Regions from separate parts of the Mus musculus genome. Here all the other regions are linked to region 1. The links are chromatin contacts, called in public Hi-C and Micro-C maps. All regions are on one chromosome and are shown on one strand. The core of a region is the stretch at or near the end of the contact, and the rest is flanking DNA. Distances in the headings are between cores, read along the strand shown.

Evidence for each region. Hi-C and Micro-C count contacts between places; a contact is called where the count stands out from the background.
Region 2: a contact with region 1 is called in a Hi-C map of cerebellum, with 9 times the contacts expected there. The contact joins the promoter of Tal1 here to the promoter of Foxd3 in region 1. A contact is called at or near these places in 1 of 39 promoter capture datasets (hippocampal neurons) and 2 of 484 Hi-C or Micro-C datasets (cerebellum and embryonic stem cells).
Region 3: a Micro-C map of embryonic stem cells shows a contact between it and region 1, with 11 times the contacts expected there. The contact joins the promoter of Dmrta2os here to the promoter of Foxd3 in region 1. A contact is called at or near these places in 1 of 39 promoter capture datasets (hippocampal neurons) and 2 of 484 Hi-C or Micro-C datasets (cerebellum and embryonic stem cells).

The regions. Positions count from the first base shown.
Region 1 is chr4:99,653,965-99,658,282 of GRCm38.p6, reverse strand. Foxd3 (forkhead box D3) reads right to left here and starts at 1,984. Exons shown (of 1, transcript NM_010425.3): 1 at 1-1,984. The coding sequence starts at 1,658. The coding sequence ends at 249.
Region 2 is chr4:115,055,205-115,059,522 of GRCm38.p6, reverse strand. Tal1 (T cell acute lymphocytic leukemia 1) reads right to left here and starts at 1,712. Exons shown (of 5, transcript NM_001287388.1): 1 at 1,652-1,712; 2 at 1-4. Gm33786 (a long non-coding RNA gene) reads left to right here and starts at 213. Exons shown (of 2, transcript XR_376559.3): 1 at 213-1,466; 2 at 1,614-1,901. Gm52674 (a long non-coding RNA gene) reads left to right here and starts at 3,942. Exons shown (of 3, transcript XR_003955097.1): 1 at 3,942-4,318.
Region 3 is chr4:109,977,526-109,981,843 of GRCm38.p6, reverse strand. It overlaps Dmrta2os (a long non-coding RNA gene), which reads left to right and starts at 2,232. Exons shown (of 4, transcript XR_868017.3): 1 at 2,232-2,906; 2 at 3,058-4,318. It overlaps Dmrta2 (doublesex and mab-3 related transcription factor like family A2), which reads right to left and starts at 3,819. Exons shown (of 3, transcript NM_172296.2): 1 at 3,508-3,819; 2 at 1,435-1,989; 3 at 1-239. The coding sequence starts at 1,981.

The DNA of each region.
Region 1 (4,318 bases), core at 735-3,234:
TTTACCTGTACGGAAAGTTATTCCCAGCGGACGCGGGTTGAGTTTGCTCCGCCAGCTTAGGTGAGTGAGGGGATGGAGGCCGCTGTTGGTCAGTGTTGGGGAGTCGGGGGCGGGTAGCAGAGTCCAGGATTGGGTAGAGGGACCAGGACCAGGACCAGGACAGATGGACCAGGATCAGAGAGGGCGTACCGCCTGGAAGAGCAGGCTGCTGCCAGAGGCCGCCGTCCGGCCCGGCCACTAGCTCATCACTATTGAGCGGGCCACTTGGCTTGCACGGCGGCGGCCGCAGCCGCTGCGGCTGAGGCTGCGGGCTGCAGGAACTGTCCAGACAGCGGCACGCTCAGAATGGGCGCGATGGTGGCAGTCGTCCGGCTCAGCGACAGGGGCTGGTGCGTGGCCATGAGCGCAGCCGACTGCACAGTCCCGGGCGGCCGCAGGAAGGACTGCGCGCCGCCGCCGCCCCCACTGCCCCCGCCACCCCCGGCTCCGCCGCCGCTCCCACCACCCCCAGCCGAGCCCCCGGGCGCCGCGGATCCCGCGCCTATGATGTTCTCGATGCTGAACGACGGCCGCGCACTGGGCTCGGACTTGATGAGCGACGTGGTGCCCGCCGCGCCCGCCGTGCCCGCGGCTGCCGCGGCGGCGCCCAGGGTGTTGAGCTGTAGCTGCAGGCTCGGACCGAGCTGCGAGCCGAAGGCGGCCGCTTTGCGGCCCAGCTCGCCCGAGGGCAGCAGGGGCACTGCGGGCGGCAGCACGGGAGCCACGGGTGGTAGCGCGTACGGGTACTGGAGCGCCGCAGCAGCCGCGGCCGCCGCCGCCGCCGCGGGGTGCGAGTAGGCGCCCGCAGCCGCCGCGGGGTGCAGGCCGTAGGGGCGGCCGTAGGGTCCTGCGCCCGCCGCCGCCGCCAGGCTGTAGGCTCCGAAGCTCTGCATCATCAGCGCCGTCTGCTCGCGCAGGTGCTCCTGCTGGTGGCGCTTGAAGCGCTTCCGGCGCCGCAGGAAGCTGCCGTTGTCGAACATGTCCTCGGACTGGGGGTCCAGGGTCCAGTAGTTGCCCTTGCCCGGGTTGCCCGGCTCGCGGGGGATCTTGACGAAGCAGTCGTTGAGCGACAGGTTGTGGCGGATGCTGTTCTGCCAGGCGGGGAACTTCTCCCGGTAGTACGGAAAACGGTTGCTGATGAACTCGCAGATGCCGCTCAGGGTCAGCTTCTTCTGCGGGCTCTGCAGGATGGCCATGGTGATGAGCGCGATGTAAGAGTAGGGTGGCTTCACCAGGCTGTTCTTGGGCTTGTTCGGGGTCAGACCTCCCGTCGCCCCGCTGCCCGCGCCGGGCCCACCGCCGCCTGTCACCGCGTCCTCGCCGCCCTTGCAGCCGTCGGCCTCCGGAGCTCCCGTGTCGTTCCCCGGCCCGGTCGCCTCGGTGGGCAGTGCCAGGGCTTGCGGTTGAGACTGGCCGTGATGAGCGCTCACCGGTGGCCCTTCGTCCGCCTCGTCCAGGCGCAGGTCCGGAGGCCCCGCGGGGCTGTCGCACCCGGCGTCGCTGTCCTTCTCCTCCAGCCCGTCGTCGCCCTCGCCCACCACATCGATGTCCACGTCCTCGGCCGTCAGCACCGTCTGGCCGGACATATCGCTGGCGCTGCCGCTGCCGGAGAGGGTCATCCCTCCGCGGGGTTGGTGGCGGCGGCCAGGAGCGAGCAGAGAGCGAGGGGGGCCGCGAGGGGCGGCCGCGGAGCTCAGGCAAAGGAGGTGTGAGTGTCCCCCGAAAGAAAGCCGGGGGGGGGGGAGAGGGCACAGGTAGCTCGGGGCCCTGTCGGGTCAGCTCACACGAGGAGGCCTGGCATCGCGCGGTGCGGGCGCTGCGCTCCGCAGCCGCGCTCCGCGAACTCTTGCGGTCCTCGACGCTTCTCTACGAGGAGACAGCTACTGCTCGCGACCCCGGAGGTTTCTCCACGCCGCACCCCCTCACTTCACCAGCCTTCCTCGACCTCTGGTTTGGGCGTGGGGTTCAGGAGCGGTCCAGGCAAGCGCGGGACGCCGGGCTCCAAGCAGCTCTGGAGGGCGCGGGCATGGGCGACCGCGGGGTTGGGGGTTGGGGGGGTGGTGACAGGGAAGCCAAGCCTGGGTAGTCGAAAGTCCCGTTTTAAGGACTGGCCTGATAGATTACTTTCTACTTAAAGATCCAGAGGGAGGCGGGGCCACGTGACCGCGCGTGACGTCAGGGCCGCCGTGGAGCTGGCCAAACTCAAGTTGGTTCAGGGAATTGTCAACAAAGGGACGACAGAAGCGCAACTCCTCACCGACTAGGCGCTAGCATCCCGCAGGCCCCGAAAGCTCTTCGGGCTGTTGGGAGACCCCTGCCCACGCTGGAGCCGGGTGTGGGGTTCAGGGAGGGCGTGAGAGTGGGTGGGTGGGGGTGGAGAGGGCGTGGGCCTAAGAGTGTCCTCCGGACTGTAGGGCTTCTTACCACCCTGCCCTCTCCGCCCCCTGCATTTTTCTTACTACCCTGCCCTCCCCTCTTTGCTAATATTATATAGACCAACTGGCAATGCAGAACAAGGTTGTGATTTAAAAAAAAAAAAAAAAAGAAAAGAAAAGAAAAAAACTTACTATTTTGATTTGCTTTGGGGTTTTGTTTTCGATTCAAGGATTAAAGGAACACATCCGGCTTCCTTTTGCTAATTAGGCCTCAGACCCCCTCCTGTTTCAGGGCTATTCCAGAGAAAAGACATCTGCTGATGTGCCTCGCATCACCCCCAAATCTAACTACTCAAGTCTTACCCTAGCTTTCCGGGCACGACGCAGGAATATATATATATATATATATATATATATATATATATATATATTCGCAACGGTCACAACACCATCAGCTGGGGTTTCCCGAGGTCAGAGAATAGCTATCGATTAACCTATTAGGATAGTTGCAGAGAAATAAAAAGGACGTAAAATAGCAGGGAACCTATAAACAAAGACGTCATAACTGGCTGTTGGAGTTGTTAAACGACTTAGCACAGAAAAAGTCGGAAATGAGCTGGAAACGGAGCAGGCATTGGCAGCGGTCTTGGGTAAGTGGAGAGGATTGGGGAAGAGGCTTTGGGCCTTGTTATTAGACGTGGCGCACCGACTGGGGGGGGTTGGAAAACTGGGGGGAGCTGGCGTATACTTCCGAGTGGAGGGCACGACCTCCAAGGAACCACAGTGTCCCAGGGCGTGCTGGCGGGAGTGGGCTCACCTCTGCTGCTAACTAATGTGGGTTATCTCTTAAAGTGTGAATAAACTATCCAAGACTTAACTTCTGTAGAAATCTGCGCCAAAGAAGAGGCGAGGATGTGTCCAGCGCACGTGAAGTACAAGGAATGTCAGCTCTGGTAGGAGAGACTGGGAAATCCCAGAGATGCTGGGGTGGGGACTTTAAAGTGACCCAGGGTCAGCGCCTGCTGTTGCTGAGGTGAGTGGACTCGGTACGTCCGTCCGAGGGGAACTGGTGTTCCCAGCCCGGAGTGGTTTGAGATGACCTTGGTCGCCCTGACCAACCCCACCCCCCTCGCTTTTAGGCCGCTTCTTTGTCAGAGGAGAGCACTTACCGATTTGAGCCTTCTTGAAACCCGATTAATTTGTGTGCTGAAGGCCTAGGGGAAGGATCTATGAACCCCAGGTTATAAGAGAATGAGAGGAGGAAGTCAGGGAGGAAACAATTTCTGTATTGTTTATAGGAAACAGCGAAAAAGTTAGGTACTTCCAGGTTGCCAGTGTGCCTCTGATTCTGTATCGTCACCTAGAGCCATTTTTCCTAGTTACATCAAATTAATAAAATATCTTAATATGCAAAATTGCATTTTTACAGGCATTAGGACACCACAGGTTGACGATTATCCCATTACACAACTCTCCCATCAATACCAGTAGCTCTTTGCGTATGGATTTCAATGCTGCTCCGAGTTGGGCGGCTACAGGCTTGGGGGGCGGGGGTGGGGGTGGGGAGAGCAGTGACTATCCTGAGAGGTCTGGAATCTCTATGGTTTTTGTTTGTTTGTTTGTTTCCAGTTGATCTTGGGGTTACACCTGGCCCTAAAACGCATGCCTGAGTTGATTTCCGCAGCTGCACCACTAATGACGCGCTGACTCAAAAACGTCTATTCCGCTGACTAGACAGTCTTCTCGGGAAACCGACAGGAGCTACCAGCTGGAGCTGGCTGCACCCTAGGCAAGAGGTCACAGTGGCGACTGCTCAAGCAACTCAAAGGAAGGTGGGGAGGAAAAGAAAACACGATCCAAATTTACAAATTTAGGAAAACCTTTTGCCCAACTTGGATTGCCAG
Region 2 (4,318 bases), core at 463-2,962, about 15 Mb before region 1:
CGGTCTGCCGCGCCCAAAGCGAGTTTCCAGGAAAGATGGGGGTGGAGAGAAAGAGGGAGGGCGAGAGAGAAAATGGGGGGTCAATGACTGGGAATTACCTCGTGTGCCCCGCCATCCCAAAGAATAGCAAATGGCTTTCCGCCTCCAACTTGCAGGTGTTTGGAGCCCACCCTCCCCCAAACACATCCCGAATTAAAAAAAGAAAAAGAAGAAGAACCTTACACCTGACCAATCAGGAATAACTACTTAGTCCAACAACAACAGCCTCTCCGGCAGGCTGCCCAGAACGTGTTCGAACCCTCTAACGGATCTGTCTAATTCAGTATGGCCGAATTTGTTTTCTAAGCATGGACGTCTCTATGCGGGTTGCCCCCACAACCTTAGCCCAGGCTTAGCCAGAGCAGGAAGATGTAATTCTCTATTTGACGAGGGTGGAGAGAACGGGATGGAAAAACAAAAACAAAAACAAAAACAACAACAACAACAACAACAAAAACCCAAGAGTTTTCAGGCCCTGGCTGCTGGGTCAGAACCTGGGAGCCCTGGTCCCATACTCCTCATGACCCCATCTTTCAAGTTCCTGCCCAGGACAAGGCAGAACCTGTTTCCAAAGATCCTATTTCCCTTGCAGGGATGAAAGGGAGAGAGAGAGAGCTCTATCTGTTTTAGCTGGGTCCCTTGTTTTCTTTCTAATGGATGCAGAGATATAAAGGAAGGTATTTCACCATTTCTTCCACCACCTTTGCAAAAGATTTTCGACTTTCGGGGTTTTGACTGGCAGTAGATGAGAGTTAACTCTTACACCTCTTATACTGTTTCGCAGCGATAAACAAAGCAAAAGGAAAGACGGGCCAAAGCAGACCGACGCCACTTCCAAGAGCGGTAGCTGGATTTCGTTTGCTTTTATTTTTCGCCTCCTTTTTTTTTTTTAATTGTTTTGCCTGAGATGTCCACCGCCCAATGGCACATCGAAGTCTTGGGTTAATTGCGAAGGCTTCCTTCTCTCCGCTGCGGCTTTGGCGGAAGCTCAGAACTGCCTCCTCCCTGGCTTTCAATTCAGTGCGGGAGGTTTTCTTTCTCCTTGCTAATCCAGAGAAGGAGGGAAGAGGAGGGGAGACGCGGGGAATACACTCGTTCCCGTTGTTACTTGAGGCTAATGTTTGTTTTATGGAGTGACTCTTTATTCTGACTACCTCTTCATTTTCTTTCCCTACCCCAAACCTGGCAAGTTAGGGGAAAAAAAAAAAAAGCAGCTAGGGAGGGGCCTAAGACAGGACAGGACTGCTTTGTTCTCCCTCCAAAGAAGCTAAAGGGTAGAACTGGTGAGCTTTTTGTTCGATTGTTTTAATTAAAAGCGGATATTAAGGGTGATGGTGATGATGACGAAGGTATTAACAATCGCAGTAAAAGGGGAAAACGCGATCCTTCTTGTCCAGCTAAGGTGGCCCTGAAGCGGTCCTTCCAACGTAAGTGGACTCCAAGGGCAGCTAACCTGCTAGGGGGTCTGACTGGACCGGGATGGGAAAGGGACTGAGAAAATGTCCCCCGGGACGATCCCGAGGACCCCCACCCCTGGCACCAGACCTGGAAAATGTGCCCATTGTCTTTCCCAGCCTCTCCCAACCACCGCGGACGCACCCGCGAAACTGACCAGAAATAGGCGAAACCCAGGGGCAGCGCGAATCCAGGCCTGGCGCTGCGGGCGGGAAGACGCTGGCCTCAGCGAGCGCGGCTCATCTTCCAGATTAGAAGATTCCCCCCGCACACACCAGGGGACCCCCGCAACACCAAGGCACAGACAGCCTCCGGACAGAGCTGCCGCCCACTGGGCTCTGTCCGCCCATCCGAGCCAACACTGGCTCCCGAATACATCATAATTTGGAATAAAATGTGAAATCCCACTCCCCGCCCCCATGCTGACGCCCCCACCAGCGCCTCGATCTCTCGCTCGCCCTCCCCCCACTCCCGCCCCCAGCGATTTGCAAACGCACCTCTAAAGGACACAGGCACACAGGCATAGGACTCTTGTTGGACAGGACCACACATGGTCCAGGCCCAGAGGAGGGAAGCAGATGAACACGAGCTAGCTCTGTCCCACAAGCCGGTGTAGGCAGACCGGCATACTGTCCAACATGACACAGCGACATCAGTCACACGCAAACGCTCACAGACACACAACCTCACAGGGTGAGGATCACACCCGCCCGACATAACGAAACCAGCCTAACACTTTGTCCAAGGCCACACACTGCGATACACCAGACCGACCTTGTGGAGAAAAGAAACAGGGCAATTTACATACAACGAATAAAACGCAGAGAGGTCGGAATCTCCACACCCAGACAGCGCAGGGTTTCACACTCCCGCACACGACCTATCGCCAAAAGCCCACGCGGGGAGTAGCCACCGCAGCCTGCCGCTCACGCAAGCACTCTCAACCCGGCCGCCCGCACACACCGCCCAGAAGCAATGGAAGCCGCCAGCGCCTTGCGCTTTTCTGTCTATTGCGCAAGGGGAAAAGGGGAAGGAAGGAAGAGAGTCTCCCCGGCGGGAGGGGCAGCGGAGGGGCGTCGTGGAAAGTGCCCCCCGGGAAGAGACGGGGGAGAGGGAGCCGAGGCTGGAGTGCGCATGGGGAAAGACGGAGGAAACGGACGGGCAATTCCACGGGAGGCGACTGTCTCCCGGCCCTGGGAAGAAGGCCGGGACGCTCACGTTTTGCGCCTTGGGGGTGTGCGTGGCCATGTTGGGCAGCCCCCGCCCGCGCCTCGCCGCGCGCTCTAATCCCGCTCCCGCCCGCGGCCTCGTTAGCGCCGGCCGTGTGCGCCGCCGAGATAAGGAGCCGCCTCGGGCCCGCCCGCCCCCGATAAGCGCCTCGGCCATTATGGGCCAAATGATTCATTTTAATTTGGCAATTTCTCCGGAGGGAGCGGGGACGGGTTGCGGCGCTGGGATGGCCCAGGAATGCGCAGAGGAGAGGGCTGAGCGCTCACGTTGGGACCCGGCGGGTTCCGCCCGTTCCCCACCCCTGGCCCCTCGGGATTCCCGCTCCCTACAAACAACCCGACTCGGATCTCCGCCTCCCAGATGCTCGTTCAGCGGCTTTGGCCGTTGTCTAGCCTCTTAAGACCACCGTGTCTCCCGACCCATTCCCAACCAACCCTCCCTTCTTCATTCTTTCTCCTGTCTTCTCCAAAGCCAGAGTGTCTGTTTCTCCTTTTTCCGTATCTCAACACCCAGTTCCTCGCTGACCCTCATCAGCACAGGCCCCTGACCGCTCTAAAACTGGAATTGCTCAAAGATAAAAGACTCTATAGGGGGACAGAACAGATATCAATAGAGAGATGAAAATGCCCCTTAAGCTTGGTTTCAGGATGAAAGCAGAACACCCCCCCACCCATCCCCAAGCCCCCATGTTCCTTAACACACTCTTTAATCTTAGTACATTGTTTCTTTGCACTATACAGTTTGATTTTCCTTAAATATCCCTAAGGACTGGAGTTTGAGGGCTTGCCAATCTTGTGCAAGGCCAAGGACTCAATTCTCAGCACTGCAAAAATAAAAATAAGCAGGTGTATAAATGAGAAAATTCTAAATTAGCTCTTTTCTTTCTCTTTTTGGTTTTTGTTGTTTTGTTTGAGATAGGGTTTGTCTGTGTAGCCTTGGCTGTCCTGGAACTCTTTCTGTAGACCAGGCTGTCTTCGAACTTAGGGATCCACCTGTCTCTGCCTCTGGAATGCTGGGATTAAAGGCATGCACCACCACACCCGGTTTCGTAATGCTTTTATTTTTTATTTTTTAAATACCATACAATTGGATATCATTAGGGCACCTTTGAATAATAGTGTGCTTTAGTGATACTTTTCCCCCTTCATCCAACTTCTCCCCATTGGTGCTTTTATTATTCCTAATTTATAGGTGAGAAAACAGTGGGGGGAGGGGGTGACAGGGCTGTGTCAATAACTCAATATTAAATTTCTAGTGAGGGACAGAAGCCTGATTTGAAAGAAGTTTGACATTGAAGCCCATAGGTACATTGTAGGAACCCAATGGGCTGAGGAGTATCTGGGTTTTTCTTTCTATGATGGTGGAAACTGGCTGTTGTAATCCAAAAGATAAGGGCAAAAATAGCAGAATTCTTGGCCAGTTTGGGCTATGTGAGTGAGACCATGGTGGACACATGGTGGTGTTTGGGAGGCAGAGGGAGGTGGACACCCACGAATTCAAAGACAGCCTGGTATAGAGAGCCAGGTCAGCCACCAGCCACGGGTTCATAGTGAAACCCTGCCTTGAAGCAGAAGAGAAGAAAAGAAGAAAAAGA
Region 3 (4,318 bases), core at 983-3,482, about 10 Mb before region 1:
GCTCCCAGGACAGCTGCCACCCGCCTCCTTGGAGGCCCGGGCCAGAGGCGACCCGGAAAAGGACTCGCCGTCTCCGTTCTCCGAGCCTGAGCCGGGCCGCACCTCCGGGGACGAGGTCCGGGGACCTGAGTCCGCGCCGTCGGGCGACAAGGGCTTCCCTGGCGGCGGCTGCGGACTGTCGGGGCGGCCGGCCTGAAGCAGCGTCTTGGGAAACAGATCAAACTTCTGCAATTTGGCCTCTGAGAGGAGGGAAAAGACGGAGATGTGAGGAGAGGTTAAGAACACTGGACCCTTTTGAATGCCAGTTTCCTCTTGTTCCTCTCCACCTCCCAACTATTCTTGACAGGGCTCTGGTTTTATTTTTACCTCTTCCCAAAGATCCTACAGCTCTCCCCCTCCTCCTAGGCTCACGCTTCTTCTGTGCCCAGACACCCCCACCCCGACCTGACACCCTGAAAACTTGATGTTCAGTAAGCTCTTCCTACACTTGTGCCCTAACACCTCCACTCCCTTCCCATCTCACCCCGCCCTAGAGAAGTGGCTTTGTCAAGATTCCAATCCGAGCAAACAGAACTTCTACCTATACCTCAGAGTATGTGGAAGACACTACTCACTCAGGTTGCCAGAGCCTTAGGCACTTCAACCTGGAGAGAGGGATCCTTAGGGGACTAGGTCCTTAGCCTCTCTACAGACAAAATAAATTACATCCTATTTCTTGACCACATTTTTCAAAACTCCTAAGAAATGTCCTTCTTCCAAAGAGTCTGAGAGCCGGGACCGTCCCATTGCCCAACTGCCTCCCTCACCTTCGAGTCAAAAAAGTAGAGTAGACAGAGCAAGGGAAAGGGACCCGAGAAAGAGCAAAAAAAGTGCCAACTATGAGAAACCCGGCGTGCCTGAGAGAGAAACGGAGCCAGAGCGAGGGGAACGCAGAGAATGTTTTGTCAGAAATGCCTTAGGAACTGGAGGAAAGGAATCTTGCTGAGAAACGAAAGAGGGCGTCTCCAGTACTTAGGGAAGTAGTGCGGATTAGAAGGATTGCCAGGGTCTTTTCAGAAGAGTTGGGAAGAAAAGAGAGTGGTGGCCTGTAAGAAGCTCAGAGCAGAACAGATGGGCGGCTTCCGGGCTGCCAGGGGAGAAGGCCCAGCTAAATGAGTTGGGCAGTAACTAAGGACCTGCCCCCTAACAAGAGTAAGGCTAAAGTGTTGCCTTGGGGCCTGGGGTGAGGGCGAGGAAGAAAGTATAAAAACTGCAGGCAGGGCAGAGAGTTTATGAGTGGGTGGAGAGCCACAGTTAAGTAGTTGGAGCATCTAGGGAAGGGAGCTGCACTTTGTCAGGGAAGGAACAAGCCACTAGGCCTCGCGCACCAGCCCTGTGTCCCCTGGGCTCCTCCTTCCAGACCCCACCCCACCCCCAGTGTGACCGTGCTCTCACCTGCGCCCCCTGCGCCCCCTGCACTCCCCGCGGGCGCTCCAGCTCCAGGACCCCCGCCGTCGGTGGCGCAAACCGAGCCAAAGACTTCGTAGGCAGGCCGCGGGGGGATGATGCCGTTGGCGGCGGCCAGCGCCAGGCCCTCGGCAGTGCCGTACAGCAATTGCAACTCGCGCGCCTCGTTCTCCTCCTGCGCCTGCTGCCTGCGCAAGGCCACCTGAGCCGCCATGACGCGCTGGCGCTCGGCGATGAGCGTACACTTGGCGCACAGGCAGTCCTTCCAGCGGCAGTAGCGCTTGTGGCCCTTGAGCGCGGACACCACTCCGTGGTTGCGGCAGCGCGCGCACTTGGGGGTCCGCGGGTACTTCTCCGCTGCCCTCAACAGCAGCGGCGGCGCCCGCAGCAAGCCTCCGGCCACGCTCACTGGTAGCGATGCTGCGGCAGCTGCCGCCGCAGCCACCGACGCCACCGATGCCACGGGTGGTCCCGTCGCTGTCGCTGCTGCTGTCGCCGCACCGGGCACGCTGGGCAGCTCCGAGCGCAGCTCCATGGCTGGACCTAGCGTGGGGAAAGTGGGGATACCTGAGTCAGGGTAATACAGTCACTAGGCTTAAGCACGGCCTGCAGAAACCCATTTTGGGAAACTTTGGTTGTACAAGTTTAACTAAACTTGTGGCTGTCAAACTGCTGGGGAAACGAACTGGAAGCTCCCTGTAAACAAGTACGCCCCCACCCCCACCACTGACCTCTTATATCTGACTACACGTGTAAGATTTCGTTTGAATCAGTAGTTCCGCCAAGGGGAAAAAAACAAGACAACGTTTGGAAGTCATTGGTGCAGTTGAATGTAAAGAGGATTTGGAAAGAAAATATTATGCCCAAAGCTTAGGTTAATTGGGGTGAGTCGAGAAAAGAGAAATATTTGCCTGAAAGGGACTCAGATTACAGAGAAAACTTGGGACCAACAAGCGGATGTCAAAGGCAAAGCAAGAAAAAAAAAAAAAAAGGAGCAAAATGATCCCGTTTGGTGGACAGGTGAAGAGGAGAGAAATGTGCAGGCGGGGTGAGGAGGTGAACAGGTTGGGCTGGGGTCTTAATTGTAGCTTTCAATGTGGAAGCAGAGGAATTCGAGCAAAAAGGAACTGAAGAATTTTTTCCTGTTAGAAGTAGGGTAAGAACTAGAAGACAAAACTTGGAGGCAAAGTTCGGCTTATGGCCCTGGGATCACAGCCAAAAGAATTCTGCAAATACTGTGGTCTGAGCCTCTAAAGGGTTAGTTCTATTCCACAGAACTGAGTGTAGGAGAGCTGAGAAGAGAGAAAAGCCATCGGAAGAAACTTTCTTTGGACTGGCCACCCTAGCTCAAAGATTAGTTGAATAACAAGAAAAACGTCCAGAAACAGCTGACAAGGCGACCCGGACTGAGGTCCACCGAGAGGGACAGCGCTGCTTAGGAAAAAAATCTCCAGCAAAAGGTAGGGCGGGGATAGGGTGAAACCTGTGGCTTGGGGGTTAGACTTTTAGTCTGGAGTAGTCAGAGGAAAGCACATCTTCAGAAAAGTTAGACTTTGCAGGAGCCAGAGTCCTTTTGCTCAATGCCTCTTACCCAACCCCCACCCCTCCCAGTTTAGGAACTGAGTCCTCAGACACGCCCTCCTCATCCTGGGACCTCTTGGGACCCCGCTTGTGCGCAGGTTCCAGAGTGTTGGTCTCAGACCAGGGTTCTGGGACTTGCACAATCCAGCAGGCCTCAAAGGAGGCCAGGAAGTCGCCTCCAAAACTGACCCTGAAGGGACCCGAGAGTCTCACCTGCGCCGCAGCCGCAGAAGGCCCAGCAGGCCCTGCTCCTGGCTTCCGCCGCGGCCTCCACTCCCCGCCACGCAGCCCGGGTCCCCGCCAGAGCCGGGAGCCGCTCCTGGGGTCCGGGTCTGGGAATCCCAGAGCACCGTGTGCTCCGAGGCCTCTTCCCCCAGACCCTCAAGCACTCAATGCCCAAGGCCCGGCAGGGCCTGGGCCTCGCCCTCGGGGGCCACCGACCCGGTCGCCTCCCCTGCTCGGCTGCCGGCCCTCCCCTACCTGCCTCGAGCTCCGGGCTCCTCCTCTGTTGGCGCAGCACGCGTCGCCCAGCTCGGCTCGCGCCTCGGCTCTCTTGGCCTCGTCCCTCTGCCCCCGGCCCCTTCTCTGACCACGTCACCCTCCTTCAGCCACCATGTCCGAACTTCCGGACCCCTCTAGGAACACAGCAGTCCAACACCCCGGAGGGGCCTCGGGGCCGGGGGCCTGGCCGAGGGCGGGCTGGTTGCAACCGGCGTCCCCTCGGTGCGCTCCGGACGCTGCGCTCGCCCCGGGCCGGGTAGTCCGGCGCTGCCAGCTCTCAATGAGCCGCTCGCCCGCTCTATTGTTGCTCCTCAGGGCTCCATTAGACAGAATTGGACAACAATGTGGCGCCTGCCATTGGCCAGGGGAGACAGTCGGCGCTCTGATTGGCCGGGCCCGCGCCCGGGGAGCCCCTCATTCTACAGTGTCCGAAAGATTCGAAACTCCGCACGCTCTGCTGAGTGCCTGCGGGATGGGAGGGGGCGCCAGGGAAGGAGTGCGCGAGGAGGAGCGTTGCAAATGTCGTGACAAGAAGTTTCCGTGCGCCCGAGAGCGTGTGAATTGCTCCTAATTACCGTGTCCGGTGCGCCTCTCCGCGTAGACGTGTGTAACCCCTCTACTCCTGGGGCTCCGGCTCCACTGAGCCACTCTCCCTTGGCCCGGGGCGCTTGGCAAGGCCTAGCTTCCCAAGTGGCCCCGGAGGCCTGGGGCGGGACAGGAGCAGGTGACAATTCAATTACCGCTGTCGAAGTGGGAGTGGAACCCGGGTGCCGGGGTGGGGGAGGGAGGG